Regions from separate parts of the Mus musculus genome. Here region 2 is linked to region 1. Evidence: chromatin contacts called from public HiChIP or PLAC-seq data. All regions are on one chromosome and are shown on one strand. Each heading gives the region's core, a stretch centred on a gene start, on an enhancer-like site or on the middle of the called end of the contact. The rest is flanking DNA. Distances are from core to core; before and after follow the strand shown.

What was found. HiChIP or PLAC-seq counts read pairs in DNA pulled down with a chosen protein or histone mark.
Region 2: a contact with region 1 is called in an H3K27ac HiChIP or PLAC-seq map of trophoblast stem cells, with 16 read pairs. The contact joins two enhancer-like sites. A contact is called at or near these places in 1 of 39 promoter capture datasets (hippocampal neurons), 33 of 484 Hi-C or Micro-C datasets (CD4 T cells, the G1E-ER4 cell line, Th1 cells and 20 more), 5 of 115 datasets of contacts at active chromatin or transcription factors (astrocytes, embryonic stem cells, fibro-adipogenic progenitors and 2 more) and 1 of 9 other capture datasets (embryonic stem cells).

The regions. Positions count from the first base shown.
Region 1 is chr12:102,259,216-102,264,667 of GRCm38.p6, forward strand. It overlaps Slc24a4 (solute carrier family 24 (sodium/potassium/calcium exchanger), member 4), which reads left to right. Exons shown (of 17, transcript NM_001362345.1): 14 at 1,163-1,277; 15 at 5,123-5,235. Among named protein-coding and RNA genes, the nearest start is that of Gm25203, 8.3 kb to the left of the region's middle. Within about 2 kb of position 2,801, at least 66 of the 459 cell types and tissues checked have an H3K27ac peak or open chromatin away from gene starts, as enhancers often do. A contact at or near this core is called in trophoblast stem cells, where this site is marked.
Region 2 is chr12:102,368,829-102,374,280 of GRCm38.p6, forward strand. Rin3 (Ras and Rab interactor 3) reads left to right here. Exons shown (of 10, transcript NM_177620.4): 6 at 1-1,020; 7 at 4,742-5,050. Among named protein-coding and RNA genes, the nearest start is that of Lgmn, 68 kb to the right of the region's middle. Within about 2 kb of position 2,388, at least 31 of the 459 cell types and tissues checked have an H3K27ac peak or open chromatin away from gene starts, as enhancers often do. A contact at or near this core is called in trophoblast stem cells, where this site is marked.

The DNA of each region.
Region 1 (5,452 bases), core at 1,551-4,050:
ACATGAAAAAACAGTTACCAAACAGATACTGATAATATGATCTGGGCACCCCCCACTTTTCTCCTAATATACACCCCCAAAACAAGATCAAGGATTCTCAGACATTTTCAAATGTGGTTCCCAGCCCAGCAGCTTGAGGGCACTAAACCTGAATGCAAGCCTCACGTTGGGAGTGAGACCCTGTAACGTGGTGCTAATAAGGATCGTCTGTGTTCTCGAGGTTGAGACCCACCTGTAGATGAAATGTGTTAATAGCAATTGTCAATGGCTCTTTAAAATTGGTAGTTAACTGTTCTTTTCACTTAATTTTATTAAAAAAAAAGTTTAATGCAGGACTGGAGAGAGAGCTCAGTGGATGAGAACACTGGCTGTTCTTCCCAAAGACCCAGGTTCAGTTGCCATCACCCACACGGCAGCTCACGAGCATCTGTGACTCCAGATCTAGGATATGTGATGCTTCTGGCCTCCTTGGGTTCTCCATGAATGTGGTTCACAGACATACATGCATGCAAAACTCTCATACGCATTTAATTAATTAGTTAATTAATTAAATGAAATAAACAATTTTAAAGAAAGTGTTAAAGCAATAAGCAGATACTGTGTGGTGGAGCCAGGGCCATACAGAAGATTTCCTTGCTGAGGGGATTGCACACACCTTTAATCCCAGCACTGGGGAGGAAGAGACAGGAGTGTCTCTATGAGTTTGAGGCCGACCTGGTCTAGAAAGCTCTAGGCTAGCCAAGACTACATAGTAAAACCCTGTCTCAAAACAAAACAAAATAAAACAAAAAACTCAAAAACCAAAAACAAACAAACAAACAAACAAAACCTATAGTTTTTCTTAAGGGGCTGAGGCTGTGGCTCAGCTGACATGCATAAAGGCCTGGCTTCAGTCCTCAGTACCACATGAACCAGGTGTGGTGCTGCATGCCTGTAATCCCATCATTTAAGAGGTGGATGGAAGCAGGAAGACTCAGAGTTCAAGGTCACCTTTGGCTCCATTGCCAAGTTCAAGGCCAGCCTGGACTATATAGGACCCACCTCAAAAAAAAAAAAAAAAGTCTTCAAAAATAAACTGTAAAAATAGCACACAGGGTAGGGAGTGTCCAGGGCCGTTACATTCTAAGTTGGCCCTGATCCCTGACCCTGGCCTCTTCTGCAGGTGACTATTATTGGATACACACTTGGGATCCCCGATGTCATCATGGGCATCACCTTCCTGGCGGCAGGCACAAGTGTTCCAGACTGCATGGCAAGCTTAATTGTGGCAAGACAAGGTATGGATTAAGCCTCAGCCCCCATCCCCCGCTGGCAAGTTCCCTGTCTCCTTCCCTGTTCCTGGAGAGACATGGACAAATATCTATCCACCCCATACAGGGCGCTGATGACAGACCAAAGAAATTCCATCCAACTCTAGCTTGGGGAACCAGGGAGTTTACTGGCTTTACTTCCAGCATGGGGGAGGGGGGGTGTGGAGGAGCCACTTACAGGAATATGGGTAACCCCCAAACCTCCCTGCATTGCTATGAGTCCCACCCCACCATGGACGATGACCTTGTGAGAGCTGCATCAAGAAGCCCACCCACAACTCCCTCCTGCATCCTAGCTGCACAGGCCCTGGTGGGCAAGAGGATGCTAGAGCCAATAGGCTTTTGTGCTACTTGGAGGCAGGAGGGAGTAGTAGGTAGACTCTCAGGTAAAGGTCTGATGATCTTCATCCCTCTCCTGCTTGAGAAGTCAATAGTCTCCCCACTCCACCCCCACCCCCTTCACCACAGGCCCCTCTGTCAATGTACTGCACTCATTTCGTCGCCATGACTACAGGGCTGAGGTTATCTCTGCTCCTTGATGGATATGGGATGGTCTTGGTATGCCCAGAAGAAAAAGCTATACTCTGACAAATACTGAGATGGACTCCCTTAGATCTTTCAAAGTGCTTTCCTATGTGGTTGTTTTAAAGGAGACATGTCCTGAGGTTACAGTGTGGGACGGGACAGAGCCTCCACCTAGAAGTCATACAGCAAATGACTGATTATATGCTTTAGTTACTTTTGTTCTGCTGCGACCAAATTACTCCACAATACATAAAAGAAGACAGCTTTATCTTTGCTCGTGGTTTCCAGAGAGCTCAGCCCATCACAGCAGAAACTGCAGGGCACACAATGTGGCATTGGGCATGGGTGGTAATGAGTATCCACATGGCGGTGGATCGGGAACCAGAGGCTGGAAGTGGTGACCCAGTGTCAAAACTTAGGTTCCACTTCCCAGCGGCTCCACAATGCATCTAAGGAACAGGTTCCTCCATCTGAGGAACAAGTGCTCAGAACATGAGGCTGATGGAAACATTGTAGGTCCAAGCCATAACATATGAGAGCCATGTCTGACTCAGGCAGGCATCGTAGGACTCCCAGACACTGGCTCTGTCTGTTCTCCTGAATTCTAGAAGATGTGAAGTGTTTTGCTTTGCGTATGGGCTTTCTTTGGGGTTTAGGAAGTGACCCAGGTGGAACAAGATGGAGGCTGGAGAGGGCAGTGCCAGGGAGAAGAGTTGGCTCTGCAAATTAAGGCACATTTCTCCAAGAGATTCAAAGGCTGAGAAGACCTGAAGAGAAGGCAGTGTGAGAGCATGTAGGGAGAGTAGGTAGGCAAGTGCCTGACAGAATTAGAGGTCACTGGAAGCAGCAGCTGAGGGGAATGGAATTTACTTGGGTGACCTTTGCCCTTTCCAGGACAGCTCCACACAATTGAACTTACCTTACCGGAAGTTTGACGCCAGGGCCCCAGGGCCTGTGGGGCCTATGCACTCTTCACATTCCTACTCGATTCCGTGTGAACCACACCTCTCTGACTCGCTTGGCCTGTAGCTGTGTCCCGCTGTGGGCTCTGTTTCTGCTGTTATGGGCTGTGTGTCCCTCTGTGTATCTGCAGCCACATTTCCTGCTTACAAGAACAGCTGGATTAGAGCCCACTTACTTCAGTATAACTTTATTTATTGGCATCTGTAAAAATTCTAAACCCAGTCACAGCCAGAGGATCTGGGAGGTCATGAATTAGAGGCAGGGTAGGGACAGCTCCTTGCACAATACATCGAGTGAGAAGAAAACTGAGGGTCACGGGGGCCTCTCAGACATTCAGTCACATGAGCCTAGGGGAAGTCAGTCTCACATAGTCCACAGCACAAAGGTAACAAAGTCTCCCCTGAGTGGAGCTAAGGGAAGACAAGGCAAAAGGATGTTTTCCTTAGACACAAGCAGGAAGTATTGCAATTCTAGACGCCTCAAGGTCCCAATGGGCTCAATGAAGGGTCTCATTTAGGAACAGGGATAAGCAGGGTTCTATAGCAGGAAACTGTTGCACAGTAGCTACAGTGGAAGAAATGTGTGTGAGGCTGAGGCTTGGGGTGCCAAGCTGTCCTAAGTTAATAGTGATGTGATCGACAGAACCCAGTCCACATGGTCAGAGTAGAAGGGTCTCTATGACAAAGGGTTCGGAGCCCCATTCAGAGTCAACTGTGTGAAGCAGGGAATCACAAAGGTGCTCTGACAGGAGCATCTGCACCAACCTCCATAGGGCTCCCTACAGGCAAAGCCTGGCAGGTATTGACTGGGGCACCCCCAATGACATATCCAAACCCGCAGATCCTACACAGCCATGCTCAGTCAGCACCTGCTTCTTACAGAAACCCCAGGTGACATGTGCACTCCTTAAGGTGTGACTCACACTTTCCAAGGCTCCTCAAAGAGTTACTTATCTTCCCGGCTACCTGTGCAGCTCTGACAGTTGCCCTGAGAAGCACTCAACCCCTCCTCTCCAAATTCCAACATCTTTAGCCTATCCTCACCAGGTACAAGGAGTTGGTCCCAAGCACATTCCTTCATGGGACCTGAGGCTGGGAGCCTGCTAGACCAGAGTCCAGACCTCAGAGCCCTAAGCTGCCAAGATTCTAAAATTTTTCACACCAGGAAGGAAGAGGCATGCACTGGGGTTGGGGGTCATCAGAGAACAGCAATGAGAACACAGGAGGGGAGGTCTGGCTCACAGGAGGATGGTGAAGATACAGGTCTGGATGCTGAATGGGCTTCTGATGAGTGTCACAGCTACCTAAGTGATGTTATGTTTGTAGACACTTGTGTTCCAAGGTTGGGCCTTCTGCTCACATTTGTGGGTGCCAGGTTACAACATCAGAGTTCTGCCAACTCTTTTCTTAAAGTTGTTCTAGTTCTTCAAGAGAGGAAGTGCCTTGGCTGTGTGATCAACAAGGTCTTGGACAGTGGGGCAAGAAGGGGATTGAACAATAGCCTCTGTCTGGAAAGAGAAAGGTCATCATTCCAAAACCACCAGAATGTAAGATCTGATGCTCTGTGGACCCAGAGAAGGACATGGATACCACTGTCCAGGCACAGATACAAATCATGGCTTGGTAGAAAGGATGTGGGCCCAGCATCCTGAGGCTGAGCCTCTAGCAAAGGGTTAGGCCTTGGTCACCTGCCACATGAGAGTGGTGGTCCCACCCAAACCCAGCAAAGCTGAGAGAACTAAAGGGAGCAGAGCCTGCGGTAGGCCCTTGAGCACGGCAGCTGTCAAGTCGGACAGGAGAATAACGGAGGAGCCTGTGTTCATTTGCTAAAGCCAATGTTGGCAGGGGGACTTAAACAGTATTTACACCTCACATTCCTGAAGGCTGTAAAATGAAGGTCAGGATGTGGGCAGGGCTGGCACCTTCTGGCAGCTATGAGCCTTTTCCTCTCCCAACTCTATTTGGCCACCTTTGTGCTTGCATGGTTTTCTCCTATGTACTGTTGATATCTGGATTTCTCTTTTCCCTAGGACTCTAGGACCAGGACTCAGCCTAATGCCTTCATCATAGCCCATTGCCTCTAAATAAGGCCACATCTGAAGTGCTGGTGTGGTGTCAGGACATCCACGTACAGATCCCACCCACAAAAGGAACCTTTAGGTCTCATGAAAAGAAGGAATCTTAGACCACACAGATATTTTACAAGCATAGAGCCCGAGAAGGACTCCCCTTCTTTTGAACAGCCCCGATAGAGGGGTTCAGAGAGGGAATGAGGGTTCCCTGAGATCCACTCCTGATGGAAGGAATGTGTTGCTTATTCTCCAGGTCTTGGAGACATGGCAGTCTCTAACACCATCGGAAGCAACGTGTTTGATATCCTGGTGGGGCTTGGCATCCCGTGGGGCCTGCAGACCATGGTTATTAATTATGGATCCACAGTAAGTCCTGCCACTTCCTGAAGAAGTGCATAGGTATGTTTCAGAGGGAGGGACGAGGCTCTCTCAGTTCCAGCCTGGAGTTCTGGGGAGATGTGCTACCCTTTGCCCTTTGCATCCACTTTCTTCGATGGCGTCTGTGACAGCCTAGCCTGCAGGAGGAAACTCATGCTTACTGCATCTTCCTCGGTGCCTCTTCCTTTTGCATAAGCCCACCGTC
Region 2 (5,452 bases), core at 1,138-3,637, 110 kb after region 1:
CCTGCGAGAGTCTCCCTCGCCCAGCTGTAGGCCTGGGCCCCTTTGGAGAAGAAGAGATGAAACCTGGGACAACTCCCAATCCCTTGCACCAAGCCCCTCCCCCTCCATTACCCCTGAAGAAGGCTCTTCCAGCAGCCCCTCCCAGGAGGCGCATTTCTGAGAGGGTATCTCTGGAAAGCCAGAATGTGGGGACTTCAACAGACAGGGACCACTCAGGCATTTCTAGGACAGCATCACTCAACCTTCCTCCCCAGAGCACCGTAAGTAGCCTTGGGGACAGGCCTCCAAGGACCACGGAGCAAAGCCAGGACACAGAGGCCAAAGCCAGCCATGCTGACAGCATACCAGTGCCTCCTGGGAAGGCCAAACAACCCCCAGTACCACCCCCAAGGAAGAAGCGGGTCTCCCGGCAGCTGGCCTCAACCCTTCTCAGTCCCTTGGAGAGCCCCATACAGGAGGCATCCTCTGAGAAACAGGCGACTGGTGCATCTTGGGAAGGCTTGAGTCCTGTCCGGCAAGCTGGCATGCAGCACCTCCAAGTTCAGTCCAGCAGCTGTCCCCAAAGCTCTCCAGAGTTCAAGGGTTCCCAGGCCTCACTCTCAGACAGCCTGGGGGTGCCTGCCTCGGCCGCTGACCAGGACTCCTACTCAACCAGCAGTGCAGAGGAGGAGCTGGAGTTCAGCAGCCCCAACGTGAAGAAGAAACCCTCAATGATCCTGGACAAGGCCCGCCACCGCCTCAGCTTCGTCAGCTTCGCCAGCGTCTTCCATGCCTTCCTCTCCAGCGACCGCAAACTGTATAAGAAGGTGGTGGAGCTGGCACAGGACAAGAGCTCCTACTTCGGCAGCCTGGTGCAGGACTACAAGGTGTACAGCCTGGAGATGATGGCCCGCCAGACATCCAGCACTGAGATGCTGCAGGAGATCCGTACCATGATGACCCAGCTCAAGAGCTACCTGCTACAGAGCACTGAACTCAAAGCCTTGGTGGAACCCACCCTGCACTCGGAGGAGGAACTCGGTCAGTGGCAGCTGGGAGGGCGGGCGGGCGGGAGAGCGGTGCATAAATACACTCAGGCGCCCCTGGACACAGAACAGCCTCTGGGGCCCCTTTGCCTTATGTCCTCTTTCTTCTTCCTCCCTGACTTTCCCACAAATCTCCTGGGCCCAAATCCCTCTCTCAGGAACCACTTCTTAGAGAGCCGATTCAAGGCAGCCAACATTCCTGACTACTGGCAAACAGCCCACCAGCCCTCCCCTCCCCCACCGGCCTCAAATCTCGGTGATGACAGGTGTTATTTTTCCCTGCAGCCACCTACACATCTGCATAAACAATGGAAAGACTCAGGCAGACCACAGTGCTGTCGCTGGGCATCATAGTACCTACCTGTAGTCCCAGCACTTGAAAAGTAGAGGCAGGAGGATCAAGGCCATTCTCAACTACACAGGGAGTTGAGAGGTCAGCCTGGGCTACCCTGTCTAGCAAAGCAAAACAACAAAACAAAACAAAAAAAAAAAACGTATTGAGAGATTTTGGAACTACCTTATAAACATTGCTGTCCTTCCAGGCACTGCCTCCTTGTGGTCCTGAACCTTTCCTCCTCTCCTCCTCCTCCTTCTCCTCTTCCCAGTAATTAAGAGCATCAGTTCTGGACTCAAAAAGGATGCTTTGAGTCACTACAAGATAATGTCTCATAATGAGAGGTCCTAGGAAAAAAGAATGTTAAGTATTGCCTTCCCTGAGGGAAATGATCTTGGATGGATGGATGATTGGGTGGGTGGGTGGATGGATGGGTGGGTGGCAGGCAGGCAGGCAGGCAGGCAGGATGGATGGATGGATGGATGGATGGATGGATGGATGGATGGATGGATCCTGAGAACCGATATAGTTGACAGGCCACCGTATTAGGGTCCAGTAGTAAGGTGGTGAGTGATGTGTTGAGGTTTAAGGCTGGCAGTTGCCTCTTCAGGAGGCTATACCTATGTGTGTACCTCACCAGGGATAGAGGGCTCACCTGGGCAGGATGCTCTGGGTGTTGCATTCGAAAGCCACCTGACTTTATCCACTAACAGCTACCATGTCCCAGAGACCCAAGCATTTGCTCTACAGAGCTTCTCTGTGGAGGAAATGAGTTATATAAATATATATCTATAGTGCTGTCAGAGCACTATGCCTCCACCTGTTGTACTGAGAAACAAAAAAACCATGGCAGCAAGCCAGCTAATCATATGGCCCTCCTGCCCTCAGGAAGCTCTTATTCTGACAAATGACAGGTAATCTGTAAGAAAGCCAGGAAGCCATAAAGGAAGATGACATAAGTGTAAAGTAGGCAGGAAGTGAGGTTTGGTGGCCTGGGGAGAGGTAGGTCACAGCATCACAAACCCTGAGATTTAGCATTTCTGCAAAGGACCTTGCTGTGGCAAGTTCAAAGCAGGAATGCCAGGGCCTCACGTGTGCTCAGCACGGCTCTGGTCCTTGAGCTGAGTAGGAGCAGAGAGACTAGAGGCAAGAAGAGCTACACTCATGACAAGATACACTGGGGGCAAGTAGGTTGGGCAGGAGACAGCACAATGAGACACCGGGCACAGATCTAGTCCATGGAAGTGGGCAAAGACGCAGCTGACTTCATATGGCTCTGGATAGCTAAGAGCCAGTATAAGCATTACTGGGAGCTCATAGCTACAAGCCGGAAGGCCCAAACCAGGAGAAAAGCCCAGGGTTTCTATGTCATAAAGATAGTCTCCTATCTCACTGGACATCCAGGAGATGGAATGGAAGCTGCTGAGAATGAGGGCTGAAGACAGATGTCTGGAACCCAGAAACACACATGCAGCCATGAGACTAAAGTAGATGTGCCCAGGGAAGATCTCAGGCAGCATGCAGGTTGGGAGGCCATGAACAGGCATAGAAGAACATGGAAGGACGTGGACATCTCACTGCAGCCCAGAAGAAGCTATGGTTGGTCATGTGTGCCTGAACAGAGGAGGAGAAGACCCATAGCCTAAGCACAAGTTGGAGGGTGGGGTCTTCTTCCAGGCAGAGGTGATGCCACAGAGACAGGCAGAGAGGTGGGAGATGAGGCAGGAGGAGTAGTAGGCCTCTCATACCAGGCTGTGAACCTCGAGCTGTGGATTTGGCCTCGAGGGGATGGATCCCAGAGGGCATGAGGAGAGTTATGAAGAGGGATGGTGATCCAGAGCCATCCAGTAATGGCTCAGGGCAGGGCCAGTTGTATTAGTTACCAGTCTGCTGCTGTAACAAAATACCTAACAAAAGCAGCGTGGGAAGAAAAAGGGTTACTTTGTTTCAAGTTTGAGGATACAGTCGCTGTGAGGGGGAAGGTAGGGCCCAAAGCAGGAGCATGAGGCAGCTGCAGTCACAGTCAGGAAGCATAGATGAATGCTGGTGTTCAGTTCCTTTGTTCCTTGTTCAATCTAGGTAGGACCCAAGGCCACAATGGAATCATGCTGCTCACATTTAGGGTGGGTCTTCCACCTGCATTAACCTAATCTTGAAATTTCCCTTCAGACACGCCCACAGATTGTCCCCAAAGGGCTTCTAGATCCAATGAGGTTGACACTCAATATGAACTGTCACCAGTATAAGGCGATCCTGGGCAAAGCAAAGGAAGTCTGAACTTGACTTGTCAGAAACAGTGGGATGACAGCTGTCCCTGGGTGGCCAGCTGCCAGGACAGATTCTCCACAATGTTGGGTGAGAGACAGGCAATTTGTGCTCTCCTGGTAAAAGGGCAGAAGCAGGCACAAGACTAGCTTCCAGCCAAGCCTCTGTGAGAGAGAAAAGCCATCCAGCCTCCCTCCTAGAGTGACGGGACTTCAGGCTTCCTCTTGGAAGGGTCAGTAGTCAAGGGATGAGGCCATTCCAGAGGGTCACCCAGAGCAGCAGCCATGAGTCAAAGCCTTGCTTAGCCTCCAGAGACCCCATCAGGGCCCAACTTGTCTATTGTTTCTTTTGGGTTGTTTGGTTTGGTTTGGTTGGTTGGTTGGTTGGTTGGTTGGTTTTTTGAGACTGGGTTTCTCTGTATAGCCCTGGCTGTCCTGGAACTCACTCTGTAGACCAGGCTGGCCTCAAACTCAGAAATCCACCTGCCTCTGCCTCCCGAGTGCTGGGATTAAAGGTATGTGCCACCACTGCCCAGCAACTTGTCTATTATTAGAGGGGCATTGTGGCATCCATGTTACAGAGTTATCATGATATCCAAGCTCCATCCCACAGTTTGAGCAGGACTGCACTTGACTCCGGTAATAGCTGCATAGTTAAGGGCAAGCTGTGTGGATGGCTGTGCAGCATGGGGAGTTTGAAATGCAAAAGTCTAGGGGTAAAGGCAGGCCTGGCAGGCTGAAGGAGCAGTGCAGTCAAGGAATGCATGTATCGGTGACAATGTAAACAAATCATGTGGATTTTGAGAAGTGCAACAGGCATTAAGATTAATTCTGCCCTTAGGACACAGCTGCCCAGATTGCACACTGCATAACCGCAGTATGTCTAGTGCCTTCTGAAATGTGTGTTTATAGGCAAGCTCTGATCCCAGCCCTGGGAAGAGCACTACATTGGAGAGACCAGGATAGTGGGTATCACAGGTTCTGGTGCCAGTGCACCTGCAGAGTGACTTGCATGTCAGAGCTAAGTAGAAACCAGGGATGGAAAGGCTGTACTGCCAGACAGCGGGGCTAGGCAGGAGGTAGCTCCTCCTCTCACTTTTGTGCTCTCACCCCGACAGAGGCCATAGTGGAGTCAGCCTTGTACAAGTGTGTCTTGAAGCCCCTGAAGGAGGCCATCAACTCCAGCCTGCTGGAGATCCACAGCCGGGATGGCTCACTGCAGCAGCTCAAGGAGAACCAGCTAGTGGTCCTGGCCACCACCACCACCGACCTGGGTGTGACCACCAGCGTGCCTGAGGTGGCTGTCATGGAGAAGATCCTGCAGAAGCTGACCAGCATGCACAAAGCCTACTCACCAGGGAAGAAAATCTCCATCTTGCTGAAGACCTGCAAGCTCATCTATGACTCCATGGCTCTTGGCAACCCAGGTAAGCAGGCTTGGACTCCCCCACAGAACTAAGGCAGGATGAAAGTAGAAGGTATTCCCTGGGCACACCACAGGGTGATCTGGGCAAGGGAGGAAACGGTGCCTCCCAGTGCCTTCAAGACAGGTAATGAACTAGCCATGCTTGTGCCCGTGCGCATTAGGAAAAGGCACCCTGTGTGTTTGCAGGGAGTGCTAAAACATGGTAACACACACAGAACCACAGAGCCTCGATGGTGGAGGGTGGGAGTCCATGATCAAAGTGGGGCAGGGCTGTGCTCTTTCCAGGCTCTGGGTAGGATCTGATCGAGCCTCACCCCTAAGTCCGAAAACCCAGAGGTCTCCACTCAGCAATCTCCCATGTGCTCTCTGTGTCTTCATTTCCCTCTTATGAGGACACGGGCCA